7 separate regions of the Mus musculus genome follow, and all the other regions are linked to region 7. The links are chromatin contacts, called in public Hi-C, HiChIP or PLAC-seq and promoter capture Hi-C maps. All regions are on one chromosome and are shown on one strand. Each heading gives the region's core, a stretch centred on a gene start, on an enhancer-like site or on the middle of the called end of the contact. The rest is flanking DNA. Distances are from core to core; before and after follow the strand shown. Region 1 has its middle 24 kb from the start of Col24a1. Region 2 holds the start of Ttll7 (tubulin tyrosine ligase-like family, member 7). Region 3 holds the start of Dnase2b (deoxyribonuclease II beta). Region 4 holds the start of Ctbs (chitobiase). Region 5 overlaps Prkacb (protein kinase, cAMP dependent, catalytic, beta). Region 6 holds the start of Clca2 (chloride channel accessory 2). Region 7 holds the start of 2410004B18Rik (RIKEN cDNA 2410004B18 gene).

Evidence for each region. Promoter capture Hi-C pulls out the DNA fragments that hold promoters and counts their contacts. Hi-C and Micro-C count contacts between places; a contact is called where the count stands out from the background. HiChIP or PLAC-seq counts read pairs in DNA pulled down with a chosen protein or histone mark. Capture Hi-C pulls out chosen DNA fragments and counts their contacts.
Region 1: a FOXA1 HiChIP or PLAC-seq map of pancreatic cancer cells shows a contact between it and region 7. The contact joins the enhancer-like site here to the promoter of 2410004B18Rik in region 7. A contact is called at or near these places in 3 of 39 promoter capture datasets (the 3T3-L1 cell line and hippocampal neurons) and 2 of 115 datasets of contacts at active chromatin or transcription factors (bone marrow-derived macrophages and pancreatic cancer cells).
Region 2: a contact with region 7 is called in a promoter capture Hi-C map of the HPC-7 cell line, with 5 times the contacts expected there. The contact joins the promoter of Ttll7 here to the promoter of 2410004B18Rik in region 7. A contact is called at or near these places in 6 of 39 promoter capture datasets (the 3T3-L1 cell line, the HPC-7 cell line, cranial neural crest and 2 more).
Region 3: a contact with region 7 is called in an H3K27ac HiChIP or PLAC-seq map of microglia, with 4 times the contacts expected there. The contact joins the promoter of Dnase2b here to the promoter of 2410004B18Rik in region 7. A contact is called at or near these places in 1 of 39 promoter capture datasets (hippocampal neurons) and 2 of 115 datasets of contacts at active chromatin or transcription factors (bone marrow-derived macrophages and microglia).
Region 4: a Hi-C map of CD8 T cells shows a contact between it and region 7, with 2.4 times the contacts expected there. The contact joins the promoter of Ctbs here to the promoter of 2410004B18Rik in region 7. A contact is called at or near these places in 10 of 39 promoter capture datasets (the 3T3-L1 cell line, 3T3-L1-derived adipocytes, the C10 cell line and 6 more), 4 of 484 Hi-C or Micro-C datasets (CD8 T cells, cerebral cortex, hematopoietic stem and progenitor cells and 1 more), 5 of 115 datasets of contacts at active chromatin or transcription factors (astrocytes, bone marrow-derived macrophages, effector CD8 T cells and 2 more) and 1 of 9 other capture datasets (liver).
Region 5: an H3K4me3 HiChIP or PLAC-seq map of bone marrow-derived macrophages shows a contact between it and region 7, with 4 times the contacts expected there. The contact joins the enhancer-like site here to the promoter of 2410004B18Rik in region 7. A contact is called at or near these places in 4 of 39 promoter capture datasets (the C10 cell line, the HPC-7 cell line, hematopoietic stem and progenitor cells and 1 more), 3 of 484 Hi-C or Micro-C datasets (the G1E-ER4 cell line, cerebral cortex and cortical neurons), 3 of 115 datasets of contacts at active chromatin or transcription factors (bone marrow-derived macrophages, large pre-B cells and memory CD8 T cells) and 2 of 9 other capture datasets (liver and macrophages).
Region 6: a promoter capture Hi-C map of adipose tissue shows a contact between it and region 7. The contact joins the promoter of Clca2 here to the promoter of 2410004B18Rik in region 7. A contact is called at or near these places in 1 of 115 datasets of contacts at active chromatin or transcription factors (pancreatic cancer cells) and 1 of 9 other capture datasets (adipose tissue).

What each region holds. Positions count from the first base shown.
Region 1 is chr3:145,266,836-145,270,241 of GRCm38.p6, reverse strand. No RefSeq gene overlaps it. Among named protein-coding and RNA genes, the nearest start is that of Col24a1, 24 kb to the left of the region's middle. Within about 2 kb of position 1,966, at least 35 of the 459 cell types and tissues checked have an H3K27ac peak or open chromatin away from gene starts, as enhancers often do. A contact at or near this core is called in pancreatic cancer cells, where this site is marked.
Region 2 is chr3:146,850,623-146,853,734 of GRCm38.p6, reverse strand. It overlaps Ttll7 (tubulin tyrosine ligase-like family, member 7), which reads right to left and starts at 1,368. Exons shown (of 21, transcript NM_001357217.1): 1 at 1,146-1,368.
Region 3 is chr3:146,614,268-146,617,471 of GRCm38.p6, reverse strand. Dnase2b (deoxyribonuclease II beta) reads left to right here and starts at 1,874. Exons shown (of 7, transcript NM_019957.4): 1 at 1,874-2,099. The region is part of intron 4 of Uox (urate oxidase); the gene reads right to left.
Region 4 is chr3:146,448,705-146,452,349 of GRCm38.p6, reverse strand. Ctbs (chitobiase) reads right to left here and starts at 1,883. Exons shown (of 7, transcript NM_001293672.1): 1 at 1,720-1,883. The coding sequence starts at 1,848.
Region 5 is chr3:146,782,801-146,786,010 of GRCm38.p6, reverse strand. The region is part of intron 1 of Prkacb (protein kinase, cAMP dependent, catalytic, beta); the gene reads left to right. Among named protein-coding and RNA genes, the nearest start is that of Prkacb, 29 kb to the left of the region's middle. Within about 2 kb of position 1,615, at least 37 of the 459 cell types and tissues checked have an H3K27ac peak or open chromatin away from gene starts, as enhancers often do. A contact at or near this core is called in the G1E-ER4 cell line and bone marrow-derived macrophages, where this site is marked.
Region 6 is chr3:145,097,787-145,101,353 of GRCm38.p6, reverse strand. Clca2 (chloride channel accessory 2) reads left to right here and starts at 2,248. Exons shown (of 14, transcript NM_178697.5): 1 at 2,248-2,575; 2 at 3,459-3,567. The coding sequence starts at 2,390.
Region 7 is chr3:145,936,414-145,939,544 of GRCm38.p6, reverse strand. 2410004B18Rik (RIKEN cDNA 2410004B18 gene) reads right to left here and starts at 1,531. Exons shown (of 3, transcript NM_025555.5): 1 at 1,217-1,531; 2 at 449-647. The coding sequence starts at 1,486.

The DNA.
Region 1 (3,406 bases), core at 717-3,216, 670 kb after region 7:
TCTGGGAAGAAAGCCTTTGCAGGTGTAATCAGGCTGGGGTGAAATGATACAAGAGGGGATAGGGCACCAGAGGCGGGGTGAGTCAGATTCAGAGATACAAGAAAAGATCGTCATGAAGATGGAGGCAGAGCTTAGAGAAGGGAATCTGTGAGGGACAAGGAACACTGAAAACCACCAGAATCGAGGATAAGACAAGGAGGGATTTTTCCCATGGCTGGCACAGAGAATATGGCCCTGCCAGAAACGTGCTTTCAGATGTTTCCTCGCCAGAATTACACGGGAATGTTCTTCTGCTGTTTCAAGTGACAGAGTTTAAGCATTCCGTTAAGGCATTGCTAGGACACTAACAAAACTTATGAAGAAGGGGGCTATTTTTTTCATCTTTTTTTTTTTTTTTGAGTTCATTGCAAAAGAAGCCTTTACAAATAACCTTAGTTGGATTTGTAGCATGGTTTTAAGCAGGATTGTGACACTTCAGTTCCCACTGAAGCTTTGTTGGAGGAGGGCAATGTTTCTAAAACGTGGAAGAATGAGAGGCGTTTCTCGAGTGGGGCTCTGTCTCAGCGACATGATGATGGGGAGGGGCATGAGTTACATTTGAACACAGTGGAACTTCTGGATAATCCTCTCCAGGAGACTACGTTTTTTGAACATTGTGCATGAAACTATTGCATGGAAGAGAATAATGCTTTTATGGGTCTCTGGGTGGGACTTAGAAGTGGGAAAACACCGGAAGTAAGGGATGAAGAGGCAGCCTAGTGGAATTGACCTTGCATTGTGCTTCCAAATGTCAAATTATGAAGTGTTAAATCCACTCTTATTTCATTGTTTTTGTTCACATTTCTGGAGTTAATTTTACTTGCATTTTACAGAAACACATCTCATTTGGAAGTAAAATCGAAATATAAACACAAGCTTTTACAACAGAAAGCACACAGTGTTCTTGGGGGATTCTATTTCTACTTAGGAGGGAAAGGCACAGGAGGTGTGCCTCAAAATTATGAACACACATTAAACCTATCAAGTAGCAGGGCATCTAGGATTGGGGCACTTAGAACAGGGGAGAAGAGAGAGCTTGTAAGTTATAGAGCTCAGATAATTGTATAGTACTTTTACAAATTCAGTTACAATAATTTTACCTTTTATTTCTCTCCCTTGGATAATAGGATAGGTCTAACCTGGCTTGTTTTTAAAAACATTTTGGAAGCTAATATATACAAAGTAGACAGTAATTGTATTAATAGAAGTTCAGCAAATGTCTTTTGGCACTCCAGGTTGAATTGTTAAAACACACTTAAGATCACCTGACTGCCTTTGTTTCCTGGAACTGGGGAAGGCTGGGTGAAGTGACTGCGGTGTGCTCAGATGTGAGCTCTGGTTCAGTAACGGGGACAATCCAGGACCTGCCTCAACCGTTGTGGAATTAGTTTATTTCTTGATGGGGAGATGTCCAATGGGCCAGACAGTGCTGTGAAGGGCCTATTTGGCTAGGATCATTTTCTGCCCCAACCCTGGAAAGTTTCTGTTGACTTTGCAGTTCTGCTGTGGTGCATAGGGGAAATCACTGCATTAAGAGAAAGAATTAGGGGTCTGAAGCAAATCTGTCCAATCTACCCAGTCCTTAATTCCTCCCACTGAAAAGCCAGCAGCTGGGGAGGAAGATAAATGGACATCCAAGACTCTTTGTGGCATACTTTAGCTGATGTATGTTCTAGAGTCAGGCAGCCAAGGTTTAAAACACATCTCCATGGCCTACAGGAGTTTTGTCCTTGACAGGTCATTTAACCCCTCTGAGATTTAGTGGCCCCAGTTGTGAAACAAGGAAAACATCAAGTTGAAAGAGTTTTAATAATTCGATGAGAAAAGGTACTAGACGCAGCTGATTCAGAGCAGATACTCAGTGAACTTCGGTTCTGTCTTATTAGATCAACAGTTCCCAGGCGTGAGTCAGACATCATCTACAGGCCTTGTTTAAACAGAAACAGAGGATGCCATACCAACTGTTACGCAATACCAAATGCTCAGCGCTGAGAGCACACGTATAAGCAACATTATGAAATGAGCAGTATTTCTGTATTTAGAAACACATGCACAAGGACAGGGTATACTAAAGAGTTTGGAGAGGGGGGAAAGGAAGGGGGAAATGACAGAATTGTATTATAATCTCAAAAAAAAATGACTAAAAATGAAAACAGAAACAAGGCCAGCAGGATGATGGCTCAGAAAGTAAAGGCACTTGCTGTTGATCCAGACAACCTGAATGGACTCCTGAGATCCATATGGTGCAAAGAGAAAGGAGAGCTCCTGCAAGCTGTTCTTGGATTGCACTGTCCATGTCTGTGGTGTAGGCTCTCACATAACAAAATATTAAAACACATATGCACACACACACACATACACACCAGAAACAGCGCCCTTGTATGTGGATTCTGTTGTGGGGTGGGAATGCCAGATAAGCATTGGTAGTAAGGTCCCTAGTGAGGCTACTAGTCTATCTAGGGGTCACACTTATTAAACTTCTGCTCTAGACCAGGATTTGGCAAAGCGCTTTGTTTGAGCCAAATGCAACCCACGCACATTTTAATAAAAAGCTTTATTGGAATACAATGTCTACAAAGATTTTTGCATGATAACCACATAGCCAAGTAGTTGTGGTGGATGCTACAGAGAAGGCTGGAATATTTAGTCTGTTTCTTCACAGGAAGTGAGCCTTGCTTCCCTGAGCTACCAGCTGGAACATCTCCCAAGAACTTTTGAGGACCTGAAAATTCATGTAAAATTTTTTTCCACCAAGAAGACTAAAGGCCTTCCATATCTGTTAGCAACTGCCATTATTATGGCCTAGAAAATACACTAAAGGTGCTCTGGTTTCAGAAAAAAAAAAGTTGTTTTTTTTTCCCTTTTCTGGCATGTGGAAACTTCTTCATTATTACCTGAGGTCACTATATGTATTCATTGCGTGTGATACCAAGGCAACCAAATACTCTGGTGTAAAAAATACCAGCCACAAATCCTGCTTTATCTTTGACGACTATTAAAAACAAGAAGAGTAAGAATAGCACTTTGATGAGTGTGACTCATTAGAACTAATGACAAAACGAATAGGACCTTCCTCATACCATACAGGCGCTTCTAAAGCAGGGGGCAGACCAAAGGTTCTTGAAACCAAAACCCAGCATATCTACTTGTTTGTTGTTTGTTCTGAGTTGGGGATCTCTAGAAAAGTCCCTGGATATAGGATCCTTTTTGTTTCCATGACATTCCAGCATGTTCCTGGGAGAATTTTGCCTTATTACATCTCTTGTTCTCAGATACCAAGTATGAAAAGATAAAAGGTCCCACCATGACATGCAGAACACACAGCTGCACGCTTTCCTGAGGAATCCACACACAGGGCTACTCTACT
Region 2 (3,112 bases), core at 119-2,618, 910 kb before region 7:
GGTGTGACAAGCCACATAGCATCACTTGAGTCTCGGCTTATTTATCACCCTGCTGTGAGTGATTCAGTCTCGCACCCCATAAGCTAGATCACTGTTCTTCCTTTGAATGTTACCCAAAAACTAAATAGCCATTTCCAGATTGCTTACTGTGCTGCTAATTGATTCTCCCGAGGCTCGAGCATCCAGCATCACCCAAAAGCAGGTTAGGCATCTCAGGCCCAGCTCTCCGACAGAGTATTGTCCAAATATACATTTTTTTTTCTAGATGCTAAGGAAATGGACTTTTTCTGCACAGGGTCGCAGGGCAATGTGCAGAAAGTTTACAGGTTGCTGTCACTAGTGTTTGAGACTACTCCTATGAAAATTAATATTATACTTAATATCTAATAGTGCATAAGTGGACCCAACACTGACTGATACAGTAGACGATCCACGGATGTTGGAGAGAGGGAGATCTGGATTCAAATTCTTGTTCTGTGACCTTGAGATTGTAATTTAAGCTCTCTCTTCCTCACTTTCCAGAACTGGTTCTGAGTTGAAGTGATACAATTATACACACACACACACACACACACACACACACACACACACACACACACACGCCCCTAATATATGATATTACTCATGATTCCTATACATCTTTTCTTTTTTGAATCCGTCAAACCAATGCTGAATATAAGACAAATTCTATAAAAAAAATTTTTCAGTTTGGGGGGATGTTTTGATATCAGATAAAGTGGATGTCTAGTGGGATGAGAAGTGGAGAAAGGAGACGTGTGGGAAAAGAGATCTCACTGACACACTTTCAAGAATACACAACATGCTTTGCTCAAGCAGGTTGACACTGGGGCTGGGGACAGAATATCATGACAGCTCAACCCAGCGGGGGACTGGGAGTTCTGCCCACTTCATCCTGCCAGAGAGAGTCTAGAAACTGAAGTGGGACCCCACAAATAATCCCGACCAGTCCCCTCCTCCTTCTGCCCAAACCACTGGGCGCCAATGATGCTGAATCATGAGCCTGGCAGCAGCCGCCCTCCTCAGCCGCTTCCACCCTGGCAAGTCTCCAGGACAGGCACTGGAGGGAATGGGCGCAGCGACCTGGGGTGTGGAGGAGAGGGGCGGGGGCAAGGGCAGGTACTCACAGCTGAGGCACCTCTCTGGCTGGATCCAGTGGCCGGTCTCTTGGTGGCCCACACTCCCCGCCAGCGGCTGGCGGCTCCCCGGTCGGTCCACTCCGCGTGTCGTCTTGGGATCACCTCAGCTCGCCCACCCCCCCGGGGCAGCCGCGGTTCAGAGCTTAGAAGCTCGACCGGACCAGGAGCAGCTGGAGCAGCTGTCGTGCCCAAGGGGGTGGTAGCTACCGATGGGCCAGACCATTTGCCCACTGCGCCCAGGGGTGCGCATCGTGCATGGAGGTACAAGCACCAGGACCTCGAGAGGGCTGGAGACGGGCAGAAGAAACCAAGGAAAAGAAGGGTCCTCTACCCACAACTAGGCCTGAGCGCTAAGGACCTCCTGGACCCATGGCTTCTCATCTAGGTATGCAGAAGAATGAGCTGGGCTTTCCAGGGCACCCCTCACCCCGTCTTATTCTTGGTCCCGCTCAGGGAGCGTTCAGAACGCCTTTAACAGAGGACCTAGCAACGCAAGCTCCAGGGTGCCATCCCCTCCTAAGGGGATGCTAGGGGAGCTGGCCTGACATCTATCTGGGCCACCTCCTTCTTCATCTTGTGACCCAGACCACCAGGTCCCAAGTCCACATGTCAGCTTAACACACAGGAGTGCCTAAGATCTCGCAAAAGGGCTCTTCTGGTCTTTTATTACTATTTAGCTATATTTAGATAATAATAATAGAGTATCAAAAGTCAACCTGAAAGTAAGATCAAGTGAGCGCCCTTGCATCAGGATGTCTGAGGAGCTTAGAGCCCGCTAACAAAATCTCAACACGGAAGTTGGAAAACGTAGATTGAAGGGGTAGACACTTTGGACAGAGCTATGATAAAGTCCAGAAGAAATTCAAGAATAGTTGTGCTTTCTTGTTCATGAGTTCAGTCAGTTTCTGTTCATGATTACTGTCTTGGTAACCCGGAAATAATCGTTATCTCACATGAGATGAACCTCACAGGATAGGGAAAGTTCATAAGCATGAAATTTCTTTGACTTCCACAGTTCGTGCCCAGCCAGACTCACGTACGTTTCCAGAACACAATGGTTAACAACCAACTGTATAGCTCTCCATCTAGAAGAAAATTGGCAGTTACCTATAAAATAAGACTAGGGTGGGGTGTTTTATGTATCCCAAATAAAATGAAATTTCACAACTTAAAGTTACTGTTTCTGGAATAAACTGGCCCCTTGAATAACACCAATTGAGCACTTACATGAACATTACAGTGGAAGTATTTTCAATTCTAGCCTTCACTTGCTACTCTACTCCTATTGAGATCAGTGGGAATGCTGCTGGTTTTCAGATGGGGCTTTAACTGGCGTAGAACAGACGCTGACCATCTGGACTTAACACTGGAGGTGGGGGATGGGGGAAATACACTGTAAACCTTAACATAGCTATCACTGGGACCTGGGTGTGAGTCTGACCCTTGTGAAAACTGGGTTTTATGAAAGAGAAGAGATATTTGGGTATCTAAGATGGATGTCACCCTGGTGTGGAAAAGGAGACCAGAAAGGGGTAAATGGACGTTTCCCAGAAGAGCTGGGACATCAAAGTCAGAAACTCAATGGAGCATTCCGTGAGGGTGAGGATCATGATGCCAGTCTTACACTATCATTACTCTCTGCCTACACCTCACACTACACGTACATGTCAGACCACCATTCTTCCAATCTCAAGCAAGAGGGAGAGTCACTACCAACGTTGAAGCTCAAGACAGCATTTACAGGACTTAGGAACAGACATTGCTTTTCCGTATGGTGTGCTATTGGGATAAGGTAAACTGACGTTGCACGTCATCATAAGCATAGCCAATATCCCTAGAGCCCAGCGTTGCTGGGGAACCCAGAGAGCCAGCTCCCTAGAGAAGCCAACAGCTTCAACACAGGGCACATGGCCTCAGTCTCAGATAGGTACAGCTCTCGCCACACTCAACTGTTC
Region 3 (3,204 bases), core at 625-3,124, 680 kb before region 7:
AAAGTATTGAGGTTTCGTGCACAAGCATCCATGCAATGGGTCCAAACCCAAGTCCTCAGTGTCTTCACGGCTGGAGCTCTGGCCCACTGAGTCATCTCTCCAATCTCCATTGCTTATGAAGATGATGATATCACAAAATCATATCAATTCCTTCCAGTTTAGCACTTAGATAATAAGCAAATTAGGAATTAGACTTTGCCACAAAGAGAATGAACGCCTGTACTCTCAAAAGAGGGGCCGAGTAGAAATGGTTTCACATGCAGAGCCCTGTGTACACACACTTTTGCATCCAGTGCACATGGGAACCTGAATTCACTCACTACACATCAATACTCTTACCCCTTCCCTGCCAGCCCTGCAGGCTATCAGAGTGGCCTGAGCTTCAGATCAGTTGACTGGAACTCCTGGGCAGCTGCCACAGGTCTGTGTGTACCCAGAAGCTTTGCAGCCATCTGCAGAGACAAAAGGCTTGAGCTGCTGTGGGGCTGATCTTTCTGCTCAGCAGTGCCGGCCTAGTGATGAGACCTCAGGTAAATGCTACCTCCTGGCAGGCAGGCAGGAAGAGAGCTCTGTTTTCTTTGATCATCAGCAGTGTCCTGGACTTAACCACTGTAACGTCTGTCCGCATCCACTCCCCTGCCTGAAAATATCTTGGTGGAAATCACCAAGGGTGTCTGCCAACTCTGGAGTTCCTCCCTAGCCCTCTTTTAACCAAGATTTCTTAATCTTCTGTGGCAGATAGCAAATCAACTTCCACTTCTGCTTGGACACTCAGTGAGGCAACATTTTGTGGCCTCCTGCAGTCAGGTGTGACTGTGGGAACCTCCCCAGGGGAAATGCTATGGGCCATCTATGACCTGGTACTTGTGTCTCAGGGGTCTTGCCCTCTTTTTTTCTTCAGTGTCTTTACACCTCCTACTTGCCCATGGCAATTTATGATCAAGGTGAACCCCAAAATAAGAAGTAGCAAGGTAAGGTGGCCTAGGATTCTATCTAACTTCCCACAACTGATATATATCACCTCTTACTCCTGCTCCCCCGAACTAGGTTTATAGGAAGATGTCCTTGTGCTGAGCCATCACATATGGGTCTCTTTGCTTCTTGCTGTCCCAATAAAAACATATTTTTCTTCTATTTCCCTGATAACACTTTTTCTAGATATCTCCTTCTTCTGTCTCTCTGACCAGTCTTCTGCCGAGGTCTTGAACTAAAGATTTTGCTGAAAGGACCCTGATATAACTGTCTCTTGTGAGACTATGCCGGGGCCTAGCAAACACAGAAGTGGATGCTCACAGTCAGCTATTGGATGGATCACAGGGCCCCCAATGGAGGAGCTAGAGAAAGTACCCAAGGAGCTAAAGGGATCTGCAACCCTATAGGTGGAACAACATTATGAACTAACCAGTACCCTGGAGCTCTGGACTCTAGCTGCATATGTATCAAAAGATGGGCTAGTCAGCCATCACTGGAAAGAGAGGCCCTTTGGACTTACAAACTTTATATGCCCCAGTACAGGGGAATGCCAGGGCCAAAAAGTGGGAGTAGGTGGGTAGGGAAGTGGGGGGGGTATAGGGGGCTTTTGGGATACCATTGGAAATGTAAATGAGGAAAAAACCTAATAAAAATATTTAAAAAAAAAAAAAGAATGTTCCCCAGGGCCTTATCGCTTTATCTTCCCTTTTCTCCTGCCACATGATGACTGTCTTGGTTATCAACTAGACTGGATCTGGACACAACTACAACCCAAGCCCCTAAGCATTCCTGTGAGAGACTTTCTTGATCAGATTATTTGAAGCAGGAAGACACACCCTAATTATGGGCAGTGCATCCTGGAGGCAGCCCAGATAAAAGGGCATCGAAGATGGAAGCGTCTGCTTTTTGCCTGCTTGCCTTTACTCTGCGGACAAGTGCAGCCATCCTGTAAGTGACACATTCTCCTCTGGCATCAGAAGCATGCTCTAGGGGCTTCCAACACAGACTGAAGACCAGCAGGAATGCTCCAGGCCTTCCGAGCCAGGTTGGACTGCTGAGACATCCAACCTTACAGACTAGGCGACTAACTACAGGCTTCAATTGTTGGACCACCAGGACTATATCATGTAAGCCAATCTACTACATTACCTTCTGAAATATACATATTTATTCTATCAGTTTTGTCTCTTTGCAGAGCCTGGCCAATAGATTTTATATGTTATTCCTGTTTTATGGAAATAGTTCCCCTTCCTTTTCCATCCCTGGAGCTTCATTCACTTATTGTTCATTTGTTGATGATCCCCAAGCCTATCTCCATCCACATTTCAAAATTCGCCATCTTTAGCTTCCAAACTTTACTCACATGTATATTCTCTCTAGCTCCCAGTCCTCCTCCCGCCAAGTCCTTCCCCTTCACCTTCCAGCTCTCTTCAACCCCTCGTGTGCTGATTACACATCTCAAAGGCTGCACAAAGTATCTCCAACAAGCTGCCAGTCTGTGCATCTCTACCTCTCTCACCTTGTTCATCCCTCCCTTCATCTCTGCAGCAAATCCCCCGGTATCTCACTCACTCCTCTCTGCCTTTCCAGCCTGTTCTCCACACTTTGGTCACAACTTGAACAGAGCATATCCACAGCTTAAGGGAGGAAAGCTTTATTTGGGCTCAGTGTTTTGTGGGATTTCCACCCATGATGGTAGGGAGAGCATAGCAGAGAAGCCTGTGGTGGAGGGAACATGAGGCAAATTCGTGCGTAGGGAAGCAGACTAGGAACTGGAGAGCAGGATCAGAACCAAGAGTTAGTCAACCCCTTCTGCCAGCTAGCTCCCAACCCTGAAACATGCCAGAGATGCCCAACATAGTGAGCAGCTGAGAAACAAACATTCAAAATGAGTGTCTGATGAAGATCTTACAGATTTATACATCCTCTCTCTCTCTCTCTCTCTCTCTCTCTCTCTCTCTCTCTCTCTCACACACACACACACACACACACACACACACACACAAATACACTCATACACACACACACACTCACTCACTCACTCACTTGACAATTACAGACCTCTGTTTTTCTATTGTCAAGCTAAGCAATAATTACAGCTACCCTGGGAAGAGTTGCGTTTTGGATCATCTCTGTTCTGTTATGATGCCTCTTAATCCCTCCATTGTGGTCTCTAACCCATCATGTTGCAATAACTTTGTTCGAGATCTGTGTCCAATTATGAAATCTACC
Region 4 (3,645 bases), core at 634-3,133, 510 kb before region 7:
TCTCCTTACCGCCATGGAACCCAGGACTGCCTGTTCAGGAAAGGCACCACCCATAATAGGCTGGGTCCTCCTCCACCAATCACTAATTCAGGAGATGTCCTATAGGCTAACCTATGGCCAGATTGGATGGGGGCATTTTCTTAATTGATTCCTCCTCCCTGGTGACTCTAGCTTGTGTCAAATTGGCATAAAATTTGCCAGTACAAACGGGTTCATTCTCAAAGCATAGGTCAGTCCCCTGTAATTCTGCCACACAAATATATGTAGTGGGGAAGGAGACTCTTATAATCTACACTCTTCTCATTTCAAGAAGCAAAAGGCTAGTGAGGCCTCATTTACTACGAGTTTATGGATGAGTATAATTTTCTTAGCATGTAATGACAAATTCTCACAAATACTATATCACCCACTAAGTGTTGAGTGCCGCAATAAATCAGATTGTTATAAAACCACTTAATTGAGGGGAGGGGCTTTAGGCTGAAACAGCTGAGCAAGTCCCTTGAGTTCCTAGTTAGCCAATCAGAACCAGTCAGCTAATCTCTAAGCAGGTGTCTTAGGGCTTCTTTGGCTGTGAATTAGCACCATGACTGCAAAACTTATAAAGGAAAACATTTCATTGGAGTTGGCTTACAGTTCCGAGGTTTAATCCTTATCATCATGGCAGCATCCAGGCAGCCGTGATGCTGGCGAGGGAGCTCAGAGTTCTAAGCAGCAGGGCAAAGACTGAGCCACTCTAGACCGAGCTTGAGCATGGGAGACCTCAAAGCCCATCCCCACAGTGACACACTTCCTCCAACAAGGCCACACCTGTTAATGTGTCACTTCCTATGGGACAAGCATGTAAACACATGACTCCATGAGGGCCATTCCCATTCAAACTACCACAGTAGGAAAGATCCACCGGACCAGAAACTAAAAGTAACAGCTATCCATTGCCAAACAGCTAATTCTTTCTCTCCCAAAACTTTAATTTCTGATCTTAATGATCTGAGTGCTACTAGTGACCCTTGCTCAAAGAAACGTTAATGCACCTAAATTTTTCTTTTTAAAAAATGTCCAGTTTCCACAGTAGGCAGTCTACAAAAATACTGTCACTATTTTTCTAAACAATGTATGCAAACACAAGCATTTAAATATCTATGTCTCAAAACCAAATATAAGTTTAAGACCCATCAACTGTTCCTTCTTTGTACAAATTTTTTGAGACTGGACCCCCTGACATCGCTGACCCCCAGGTCCAGCCACTGTCATCAACTTCGGTCACGCGATTTTACCAATGCTTCGTGGTAAGTCCGTAAGCTTTATACGCCATTCTGCTGGGTTAAAGAAAAATGGACTCAAATAGCTGTTTTTGCCGCTTTCCTGGGTGGGTGACTGTCCATAAACGAAAGAACTAATCCGTACCAAGTACAAAGGTTAGCAGAACATCCTGCTTTCGGATGTACTTTTGGAGGTGGACACTTTCCTACTAAATGTGCATTGCCTTGGAAACCGAGAACCGGTTCTCCTACCCTCCCCGCAGGTGGCTGAGCGGTTAGCGGGAGGAGCTGGCCTCGGGAATCTGATGAGGCAGGAGCATTACACAGTCTGCGGCCTGGGAAGTTGCCCAACCTCTGAAGGAAATCTAAAAAGAGGAAGACTCTGGTGGTTAAGGCTACTCAGTGAGCGCACAACTTCTACAGCCTTGAGTATCAGACCGACGGGCAAATGAGTGCTGACCTCGAAGTCGGGACGGTGGCGGATCGGTTGGCAGAGAGCAGCCTCGGAGCACGGGCAGTCCCCGGCCGAGAGCCGTGCCAACAGCGGCAGCAGCAGCAGAGTGAATTCCGGGAGGCCACACAGCGCCATGCCTGGGGTGGAGGCTGCGGGAATGACGCCTCTTGAAGGGCGGGCCCTGATGTCCTATGGGCAGGCGGGGCGGAGTCTCTGCTGAGGGGCGTGGCCTGATGCTAAACGGAGAGCGACCCAGCCTGCTGCTTGGTAGGTGGGCCCTAGAAGGCGGGGCTGATGCTGGACTTTGTGGAGAAGTGGGACTTGCAGCCAATTGACTGGGATCCCACCCCGGCTGCTGGGGGCACTACCTATGAGTAAATGTAAGATGTGACAGGGGTCTTCCTTACACTCCAGTGCTAGGAAGGGCTAGGTAAACAGTCTTGACCCGGGTAACTCGCAGGTAACTCTACCACTTTTATTCTCTCCATCACTCTACATCACTCTACACCATTTCATGATTGTGTGGTCTGAACGTTTTCTGCTCATTCATCTTACAATTGATTTTGAATCTCTTGCTTGGCGTTGCTCCCCGCACCCCACCCCTGCCAATATAGCTCAGCACAGTGCTTGGCTTGTAGTAAATAGTACGTTCACTGTAAAACTCCAAGAGCTCCTGTTTTCTTTTTTTAAACTTCAATCGGTTTGAGACCATTCTTTTCCAAGTCTCTACACAGGGTATTTTTTAAAATGTAAAATGGACGGGTGATATTATTGTCAATTTACCAGATGTTTGGTTAAGTGTGTATTGTGATTTTCCAGCATTAAATAAAGAGAATTTAAAGATAAACTCTGTGCGGTGATTTTGCTTGAGAGATATGACCTCAAGAAAAGCCTTTCCTTTGGCTATGAGAATAGGGAAGGGGGCTCTAACAGGGTCATCAGGTCCTGGGGGTGTGACCTGGATTGCTCTGCTCAGCGTGTACTGAATGCTGGAAGGAGAACGCACTTTGAAGATTTGGGCATTTTCTTTGGGGAATTCTTCTGTTTAAGTAGCAACAGGAATAAAAATTCTCTTTATGGCTATAAAGGAAATTGAATGTCATTAAACTCATAATGACAATTAAAACACCCATTATAGCATATGAGTTTAAATTTATTGTACACTCCCTAAACACCAATAAAAATTTAAATGATGTAAATTCTTTTCCCAGAACCAAAATGTTGTCAAAGCAAGGATCTCTCTGAGCTCTCTCAGAAGAGCGGAAAGCAAAGGATACTCGGGAACAAATTAATATATTTCTAATCCTGGCAGACTGGAAAGGCTGGAAACCAGGTTTGCTTTCTTGTCTTCGTTTCTCTTCCTGTGGCTGTGATTAAGAAGTAACTAAGATAGCTTTTTTTCCTGGCTCACAGTTCAAGGTACAGTCTACTATGGCAAAGAGGTCACGGCAACAGGGTCTTGAAGCAGCCGGTCACAGTCAGAAAACAGGATGCAGGCATGCATGCAGATGTTGAGCTGGCCTTCCTCTTCATAATGCAGTCTTGAAACGACCTCAGAAAATGGTGCAGCCAGAGTGGCAGACAGAGTCTCCCCACCACAATTAACTTGATTGTAGATAGGCATGCCCAACATCAGGCTGACGGTTAACACTATCAGGGTCCCTCCTTTAAAGGCTTGATGAACGTGGTGGTGAAGGACTTTTGCTCGGCTACTTTTCCTCTCAGGCTCTGATCTGGACTGAACCCTCACTGTCCAATCAGAGTAGGAGCCGTGTAAAGCAGGTGTGCTTTTCAGCCTTGTCTTACGGGCAGCGAAGCTGACCCACAGGCGGATGTTCCGAGGATCTGATGATGCTAAGTGTGAAGCAGGGGTTTGGCCTGACCTTGCCTTAATAGGTACTCTTGTTCTTCAGGGGTTTTCCACCTAAAACC
Region 5 (3,210 bases), core at 366-2,865, 850 kb before region 7:
AAGAACAACAGAAGCAGTGAAGTCAACCAGAGCCTAGAGTACTACAGAGAGCAGAGCTGGAGATGTGACCCCAAGCCTTTTGGAGGATCATGTGTGGATCCTAGACACTGGAACAAGAAGCTGTGAAGTTCAAGTTGACTTAGAGACCCCAAGATGTTCAAGATGCCAGAGCCATGGGCTATCTGCTGAGGAAAGCTGCTAACAGGGAGTGGAACCAGCTCACAAGAAAGAAGTTTGTTGCAGTCAACAAAGATGAAAAAGGAGTTGGAGATCTGCAGACCATTTTGCCATCAGACTTGGAGATGTAGAGTTTGGAGTTTGCCTAGTGGATTTCCTGTCTTGCCTTGGGGATTACAGTTAAGTGATTGGATGAATCTCAGAAGAAACTTTGGACTTTTAACATTTTTCAGACTCCTGTAGTTTATGGGAACTTTGGAAGTTGGACTAAATGTATTTTTTTATTATACTTTGGCTAGGTATAACCCCCCAGACTCATGTGTTTGAAGAAGCCAATGGGGACTAAGGAGTGGAATCAGACTTTATGAGTATGCTTGGTCCAGGGGGTGGCACTATTAGAAGGTGTGACCTTCTTGGAGTAGGTGTGTAACTGTGGGTGTGGGCTTTAAGACCCTCATCCTATCTCCCTGGAAGACAGTCTTTTCCTGTTCCTTTAGAATAAGATATAGAATTGTTAGCTCCTCCTACACTGTGCCTGCCTGGATACTGCCATGTTTCCCTCCTTGATGATAATGGACTGAACCTCTGAACCTGTAAGCCAGCCCTTATAAGAATTTCCTTGGTCATAGTGTCTGTTCACAGCAGTAAAACCACACACACACACACACACACACACACACACACACACACACACACACACACAGAGTGCAGAAAGGTAATGGAATGGGAGTTAGAAGATTTACACTGTAAGATTTTAAGTTGACTGGCAATTCTGAAGCTTCCAAGTCAGTATGGTATGTGAAGGGACTTGGCACAAGTTGATAAAATAAAAGACTAAGACCCAGGAGTAGATACATATATTCAGCCACCTGAATTTTAATAGGTGCAAATGAAGTTTAATTGTAAATGGATATGTATATTGTTATAAATCTACCCAATGGAATCCTTACTAAAAATATGAGCTATTCAGACTGTGTAGGTAAATGCCAGTCACTGTGCTATGCTACATGAATTTCACTTGCTGTGTAAATCTATATTTACATAACAAGGTCATGGCTGTGTCATTTTTCCTCCACGTGAAAGCATTACATACTAAATATGATCCCATGTCTTCCTTAATCTTCAGACTTCTGTACATAATTTTGCTAGGCCCCGGTGTGTTTGCAAACATAGATACAGATATGAAACTGAAAGGCTTCAAGATCTGTATCAAGATACAGATACAGATATAAAACTGAAAGTCTTAAAGGTCTGTATCAAGGTCCGACCATCTGAAGGAAAGCATACACTGGCAGAGTCTCAGACACTTGGCAATAGGTCCAACAGCCCATCTTGCCCACCACCACTTTCACCTCCCTCCCCAGCCAAAACTGAAACTGACTTGAAAGGTCCTTCTGGAGAGTCAGCTCATGCAGCCTAAGGGCTTTTTCCTCTTCTTGAAGTAGGCGTGGTCAGATGAGCATGGTGCCATAGTCCTGCTGTCCCAGTGCTCAAGGACTCTGAGACAAGGGATCTCAAACTCCAGGCCAGCCTTAGCAACATAACAAAGTCCTGTCTCAAAATACAGTGTTTGAAATATCTGAAAATAAATCTTGTCGGTGTAGTTTGTGTTTCGAATGTTTGAGACCCCTGGTTGAGTTCCCAAATAGCATTGAGGTGGGTGGTGGGAATCACATAATATCAGTGTTGTTATTCACTTGTAAAGACTATAGGAGCCTTAACATCACAAATGCAGATCTCACATGTGGTAAAGTATTTAGCAAATATATTGCTGATATTTGCTATTTCTGTGTGCAAGCCTGTATACCGTGTGTGTGTGTGTGTGTGTGTGTGTGTGTGTGTGTGCGTGTGCGTGTGCGTGTGCGTGTGTGTGTGTTCCATCTCTTGGCATTCACAGCACGTTTACCTTCAGAAACTGCTATTGTTTCTTGTAATTCCAGTTTAGCTGGAGCTGCAGTTGTTTCTGTCAGGCAGTAGATGCCAGCAGAGTTCTTTTAAACTAAAAAGCAAGTCTCTGGCACCACCATAGCAACAGCTTCCTGTCACACTACTACAGACAGATATTTTAAAAATTAAATATTCTATGTTTTGCAAGGTCTTTTGAACAAAAGGAACCAGTTTTATAACCAACAACAAAAAACTATCAAACATAGCATTTTCAAGATACTCAGTTTAAGTTTACCTTTTTGATATAATAATTTTAAATCTTATGTATTTTAGTTAAATGAATCCCTGTGTTGTTGTTTGAATGTGGGACTTTATTTAAGCAATATCAAACAAAGGTCTGGCTAGATGTCTGTTAAAAGGCATAATAGCTGACATACTATGTTTAGTTAGGTTTGGCAAGGAACCACCATGGGAGTCTTATCTGGGGAGGCCCATGCAGCAGAGATGAATGCAGGAGCGTTTTCAGAAATCTACCTTTGCACTTAATGAACAGAAAAGAATGAAATCAAACTTTGACTGTAGAAAACCTTGAAAGGTCCAATAATATCACTTCTATTTTTTTTTTTTTTTAAGAATTATTTATTTATTATATGTAAGTACATTGTAGCTGTCTTCAGACACTCCAGAAGAGGGAATCAGATCTCGTTACAGATGGTTGTGAGCCACCATGTGGTTGCTGGGATTTGAACTCTGGACCTTCGGAAGAGCAGTCGGGTGCTCTTACCCACTGAGCCATCTCACCAGCCCATCACTTCTATTATTAACTATAAATTACTTAATGCTTACTAGTGTATTTACAATTAGAGTCCTGTTATTAACAATAATGTTTTCTAGTATATGGTGATTTTAGTTAGACTTTTGGAGTGCTAAAAGTTATGCTTATATTCTTTATTAATCTTATAGTATATAATAATATGCATATATGTAATCATGTGCTCATGAATTCAAATAATACAACAGGAGCACAAGCTGATAGACAGCCAGTATTAGTGTGACGTGACAAGGGTCGTGGAAGCAGGACAGCTTCTTTCCTCGTTATGTAGCAGTTATGTAGCAGTGCTCTGCTGACAGCGCCACCACTCTGTG
Region 6 (3,567 bases), core at 999-3,498, 840 kb after region 7:
TATGATTCTCTTCTTATAGACAGTATTTAAACTTTTGCTCCAGATCTGTATGATACAAGTGGTAAACATGGTTACTTCTTAAGAGGAGGATTATAGAAAGTGATACACTTTGAGTATGAAACACCGCCACTGGCTCAGGTACTAAAGCCCCTGCTGGTGGTTCTACCTGTGATCGAGTGGGAGGTGAGGTCTACCTGAAGGGAGCATGTTACCAAGGCAATGCTTTGCAGCTTATGCTAGGCTCCCAGTATGCACCTCTCTGCCTTCTGTGTGCATTGGCACAAACACATTCCTGATCCACAGTCTCTGCCACCTTGGTGGTCAACCCAAGCTCATGAAGTCAAGCAAATATGAACCCCAACCCTTGGATGCCCACAAGCTAAAATAGATATTTCCTCCTCCTCTTTTATGATTACGTCAGTCATTCTATCACAAGAACAAAATAATAACTATTACAGTAAGCACAATGTGTGCATGGTAAATACTAGTTAAAGACTGTATGCTATTCTGATAATGTGCAAAGGCAAAGTCAGAAACCCAAAGCTTTTAGGGAAGGAAGAATGACATTGAACCTACCCTGAAGATGGCCATTAGAGAACTACATAGACTTAGTGTGACCTCCACATTGAGAACAGTGACAGGTTTTTTCTTAGCCTGACATCACCTCCTCCCTAGCTGCCCTCATAAAGGGGTCACAGCTGGGCAGAATGGACAAGTGACTAAAGGTCTCCAGACATGTTCTCTGTGAAATTTAATTCAATAAATAAAGCCTTCCCTTAGTTTTAGAAAAGCTTTACCATATCTGTCAGTGTGTGTGAAGCACGTCAGCAGGTCCACCCTTTTGACATTAACACAAGATGTTGCCATCTACGTGGTTCCACAGGCCACAGGTTGGACACACTCGTGAGAAAGACAGTTCCTAAGTCTAATATGATAGCTAAGAGAAGTAACAATACAGTGATAAATAGTGGGAATTGAGGCCCGTTGCTCTTTTTAGCACTGTGCTATGACTATAACTTTAAAAAGTTTATTTTAGCTTTCCTGAGCCATAGCTTTGACACGGTATCAGTCACTTTTCTGTTGTTATTATAAAACACTATGGCTAAGGCAACTTCAGAAAGAAAGCGTTCATTTGGCTTCTGGTCCCAGAGGTACAAAAATCCATTAAAATATGAAGGCATGGCAGCAAGCAGCCGGCCTGTCTGCTGGGACAGGAAGCCATTCCTCAACCACAGCCTCGAGGTAGGCAGAGTGAACTGGAATTGGCACAAAGCTCTAAACTCTCAGAGCCTTCCTCCAGTGAAAGTATTTTCTCCATCGAGGCTGTACCTCCTAAGCTTCCCTAAACAGTGCCACCGTTTGAGACCAAGTATTCTGATGCACGAGTCTATATGGGACCTGTCTTATTCACCCACCACAGTCACGAAGGAGCTAGGAGTAGCACAGCCCACCAGCCAATAAGAGTTCCCATGCCTTCCTCCACTGGAATTGTCAGAATTGAAAAGCAGGAGTAAAAATCATGACTACATTTAAAAGGGTTCATCTGCAAATTCCACAGTGTTGTGTAGTTATCCGATGTCACAAAATATTCGTGAAGCCTGCTTCTTAGGCCTGCAGTGGTGCAGGAGATACAGGTTGACTGAATCAAGCCCTTATCCTCAGGGGATCCCTGCTTAGAAAGAAGTTCATTTTTTCTCCTTGGCATCAGGAAAAAAAAAAAAAAAGGTCAAGGCGGCCAGGGGAAAGATCCCATGGCCTACACAGCATCCAAGTTCCTCACACTTGTCCCTCCCTTGGGAGATATCTGATCTCCTAAACCCAGCCATCAACTCAGAGCTCGCCCAGACTGCCTGACCCGGGGCTCTAGGGACAGGCATACAGCATAATTTACAAATCTTCAAGACAAACAAGGGAATCTCACAACCAGTGCAGTGTCCTGAGTAAGCGAGGGAAACAGTACTGATGGAGGAGGTTGCCCAAGACTCAGGAAGGAAAATTACTGTCGGTGCTGTGTGCCCCGTGGTGGACTGACTGACTTCATTGTTCTGATGGCCTTGCAGCCAGGCCTCTACCTCTGAAAATCCTTCCTGCTTCACTTCCCTTTTCCCTTGAGAAGAGACAAAGCCAGGAAAGGCTGGATGGCTTCCTGACCAGCTGTGATGCAGGAGGAAGCTTAGCCACAAACCAGGTGAGTACTATTGCCTTGGAGAGGAACTTGTAGAGACAGGTCCCAGATAGATCCACCCCAGGGTTTTCAAAGAAGGCAACTCCTCATCATGTATTGTAAGACCTTCTAAGTTCCGAAAGAAGCCAGCTGCTTCCACATTGATCAGCTGACTCAAGGTACCCAGCAGGCTCCCCGTGAATAAACCAGAGGTTTCACTGCAAGATGACCCACAGGGACAGCACAGGACCTGTCATCGGGCTGAAACTTGTGACCCTTCTGTTCACCCTAAGTCCAGAACTTCTGTTCCTGGGAGCTGGATTGAAGCTGAAAGAGAATGGCTATGATGGATTGCTTGTTGCCATCAATCCCCGGGTACCCGAGGATCTGAAGCTGATTACAAACATTAAGGTGAGTGGCAATTATGCCATCAATAGCCGATAGTCAATTGATCGACTGATTAATTCAGACCTGTTGCCATCTTTCCGAAGCTAACCCCACCAGGTTTGAACTGGAGCAGTACAGAGAGCATTTCCTAAGGACAGTGGTAACAACATGGTTAAGGGCATGCTGGCTACATCACATCGATATATATGGGTAGCCTGCACTCACAGAGCCTTCGTCCATCTTTCTATTAGTTAGCATCCGTTGCCTTTGGGGTTCAGTTGTTGTTTTCCTATGTGACCGTTCTCTGGAGAGCAGCTTAGAGAAGTAAAAGTGGACTGTGGAAAAGAAAGCCAGTCAGATGTTTGAGTGACGGGGGCGGGGGGAGCATCTTAAAGCCATCCTGGGGCATCCCATTTCAAAGCTGGCAGTTCTCAAGGGAGAATGTCAATGCAGGCTGCCACAGAGAAAAATTCTCTCCGCTCTCCCACGTTCTCTAAGATTGCTGATGTCCATTGTGGCACGGCAAGGGAGAATCGTCACCTACTATCCTATTCTATGGGATCGCCTAAAGTGAAAATAATGTTTTTAAAAGGCACAGGCCTGAACGTGCTCAAGAGGTGTGACTTAAAGCGGTGTTCCGAAACTTGGGGAGATCATGAGCGCAAGCCCTAACATGTAATCAGTGTGCTAAAATCTCTTTCAGGTAGCCATTCAATATCTTTTCCAAAAACATTTGTTCCTGTGTTTTTGCAGGTTCATTCAAATCCTGTTTACCTGATTTTCACCGTTGTTTCTGTGGCATCAGGAAAACAAGGATTTTCCGTCTGACAGCTTCCCCTCTGTTTACATCTGATGGCTTCCCCTCTGTTTGTTTATATCTGATGGCTTCCCTTCTGTTTGGTTATAGGAAATGATAACCGAAGCTTCCTTTTACCTGTTCAATGCGACCAAGAGGAGGGTGTTTTTCAGAAATGTACAGATTTTAGTACCTGCCACTTGGACGGATCATAATTACA
Region 7 (3,131 bases), core at 282-2,781:
CACTGCTGTCTCAACAGAAGCGAAGCCTTCAGTGGGTCACAAATGCAGGACAAGGACCCGCGAGCGAGTTCACACCCGCCGCTCTAATAAGGCATCATACCCAGAGACCTCTGAGACTACTTTCAGGCAGAATCCTTACAAACGGAGCGGAAACGTGGGTTGCTGGCACACACCTTCAGTCCTAGCACTGAGATACTGAGGCACAGACAGGCTGGGCTGGCCTCACTCAAGAGACTGGTCTACATAATGAGTTCCGAGAACATTCAGGTTACATAGACCTTGTCTCCCCCCAAAACAAAACAAAAAACCCGAACGATCGAAAGACCGTTAGCATCCAAAGACAATTTCTGGGCAAGCCTTCCAACTCACTAGGCTGTAAACCTTGTCCGGAAGGATTTTCTTCTTTCTGAGTGCTGAAATCTTAAACAACAACACTCCTCTCTCTTACCTGATTCCACTGTCTCCTCCCCTTCAGGCAGAAGCCTGGCTTTCTTGGCGTTCTGTGGGGCATCGTCTCCATTGTCTTCATAGATATTCGACCATTTGATCGCCATGTCCAGCTCTGGCGGCGGCGGCTTCTTCTCAGTAGTGTAGGTCTCTGGGGGCGGCACGCAGTTGGACTTCCAGATCTTGAACTCCTTTGGAGGCTGTCGAGTAAGCACATTAAGAAACCCTGTGACGAACCGAGGTTCCCGCGATGGATACGAGCGCATGCACCTCCCTGCTCATCATTCTGGCTGACTTTCCTCTTTCTTTCTTTTTTAAAATCCTTTAGGCTTAAAAGACACTTTTTTTTTTCCATCAACATCACAACACTGTTAGGTGAAAAAGTCAAAGGGTTCCCTGGATAAATAAAGCTAATAACTTTTAGTTACCAAAGGAGGATGCAGTCCCAGATACTACGGCCAGGCTGACCCCTTCAGGAGGCTGCAGCAGAGACGCTGTCTTGGAGGCAGCAGCGCAGGCACTTCGGCGTCAAAGGGAAGGGGTCTCGGGGAGAAGCTGCAGCGGGGGGCGGGGAGTCACCACCGTTAGTCGTCGCCCGGCTGGGACCCCCGAGCGCGGAGGGGCGGGCCCGGGCTGACACCCCCCGGGCTCCCGGGGCCGTGGGGACGCGCGGCGCGGCGCGGGCTGAGTGCGAGCCGGGGGTGGGCGAGCGGGCGGAGGGGCAAGCGGGCGTCGGGCCCCGGGGCGGCCGCGGGGCCGGGGATCTCACCTCCTCCGGCGCTTTCACCACATGCCGCTCCCAGTCGATCTGCTTGTTGAGCGGGTTGTAGAGGAAGGCCGGGCGGGTCACGCTGCGGAACAGCTCGTCCGGGCCGGGCAGCCGCTTCTCCGCCTGCTTCCCGCGGCCGCCCGTCGTCGGAGCCGAGGCCGCCTCCTTGCGACCCGCGTCTTCCGGCTCGCTGTTCTCATCCGACGAGTCGGAGCTGCTGCTCCCGTAAGCCGCGAAGTAGCTCAACGGGTCCTTCTCTTCGGCTGCCATGACGGCCGCGGGTTCCCACCCTCTCTCGGCCGGAAGCCGGAAGCCGGAAGCCACGGCTGATCCCGCCCCCCAGGCTGGCGAGTTATCCATTTGCGCCCCCTAGCGGCGGAGCCGCGCTCCTACTCATGGGCGGAGATTGGAAGGATGCTGGAGGCGGGGATTCCACAGCCCTCAAGCAAGTTATTTATTTGTTTTTTCTTAAGGATCTCTGGGAAAAAGCAGCGGGAGCCTTAGGATACCCGGAGGGAAATCAGTGGCCACAGTCACACTCTGGGCTTGTAATTTAAAGCAGAGAAAAACCAAACATGCATACCTATAATCCTAGGCAAATTTGAGGGCCAGCGAGGTGCATGTAAGTCCTTTCTTAACAGCTAATACAGTGCAGGAGACGTTGTCTACCAAACAGTAAGAACAAGCAAGCAGGGGGTGGGGGCGCACACTTCTAACCCCAGCACTTGAGAAGATGAGACCGGAGTATTGCCACAAACTAGAGGTCAATGGTGAAATTTTACAGCCCCCCACCCCAAGTTGGTACCATTGTAAATATTTAGATCCCAGTTAAAAATGCCTGGTCAGAGGTGACATAGTCATTAATAACTTGCCATTTGGTCTGATTCTTATCTGCTAAATTCTACAGAAAAATACGAAGTCTGGTAATGGAACGGGCTAGACTGCCTTGTTCAGGTTTATATTCCTAGTATTTATTTTGGTGACCGTCCCTGGAGTACATCAAGGAATATTGCTGGGTTGTAATTTCTGAGATAATAGGTCTGAGTGTTTCTAGAAAAACTTCCTTCCGTCCAAGTACCTAGACTTGACAGAGATACAATTGTTCCCAAAGTACAAAGTCCTGGGTTACCCAAATCATCCTCAGATCTGACATCATTAGCAAATTCAGGGTCCCCTCACGCACCCTCCAGCCTGGTAATGTGACAAAATTGTAGAACCCGCTGAAAGCTGAGTAACCACGTGTATATAGCTACAGTTTACTGCAGCAAATATAGCATAAGTCCAACCAAGGGAAGATGGGCGAGGAGCGGTCCAGAGGAGTCCTCATTCAGAGCTTCCGGTTACCCTCCGGAAACATGAACCAAATCAGTGCAGCTCAGGAGGCAGAGCTCGCTGCCTGGTACTGGGTTCCAGTACCAGCACCCATATAAACTGGGCATGGTGGTGTGTATTTGTAATCTCAGCGCGTGGTGGAAATGGGGTGAATGTACAAGGCTCCGACACCCGTGGCCGTGCTTGTTTATATAATGAGTTTGGGGAAAAACCATAGGGAAGGTACATGGACAAGTGAAACCCCAGGATGTCCAGGAAACTTTAGAGTAGCATCAAGATGCTGGGCTGGCAGAAGGCTCTTAGATGGGGTAAAGAATCTCTAGCATTAAAAATTTAAACTTGAGAGCTGGAGAGATGGCTCAGGGGTTAAGAGCACTGACTGCTCTTCCAGAGGTCCTGAGTTCAATTCCCAGCAACCACATGGTGGCTCACAACCATCTGCAATGGGATCTGATACCCTCCTCTGGTGTCTGAAGACAGCTACATTATACTCATCTACATAAAATAAATATTTTTTTTCGAGACAGGGTTTCTCTGTGCAGTCCTGGCTGTCCTGGAACTCACTCTGTAGACCAGGCTGGCT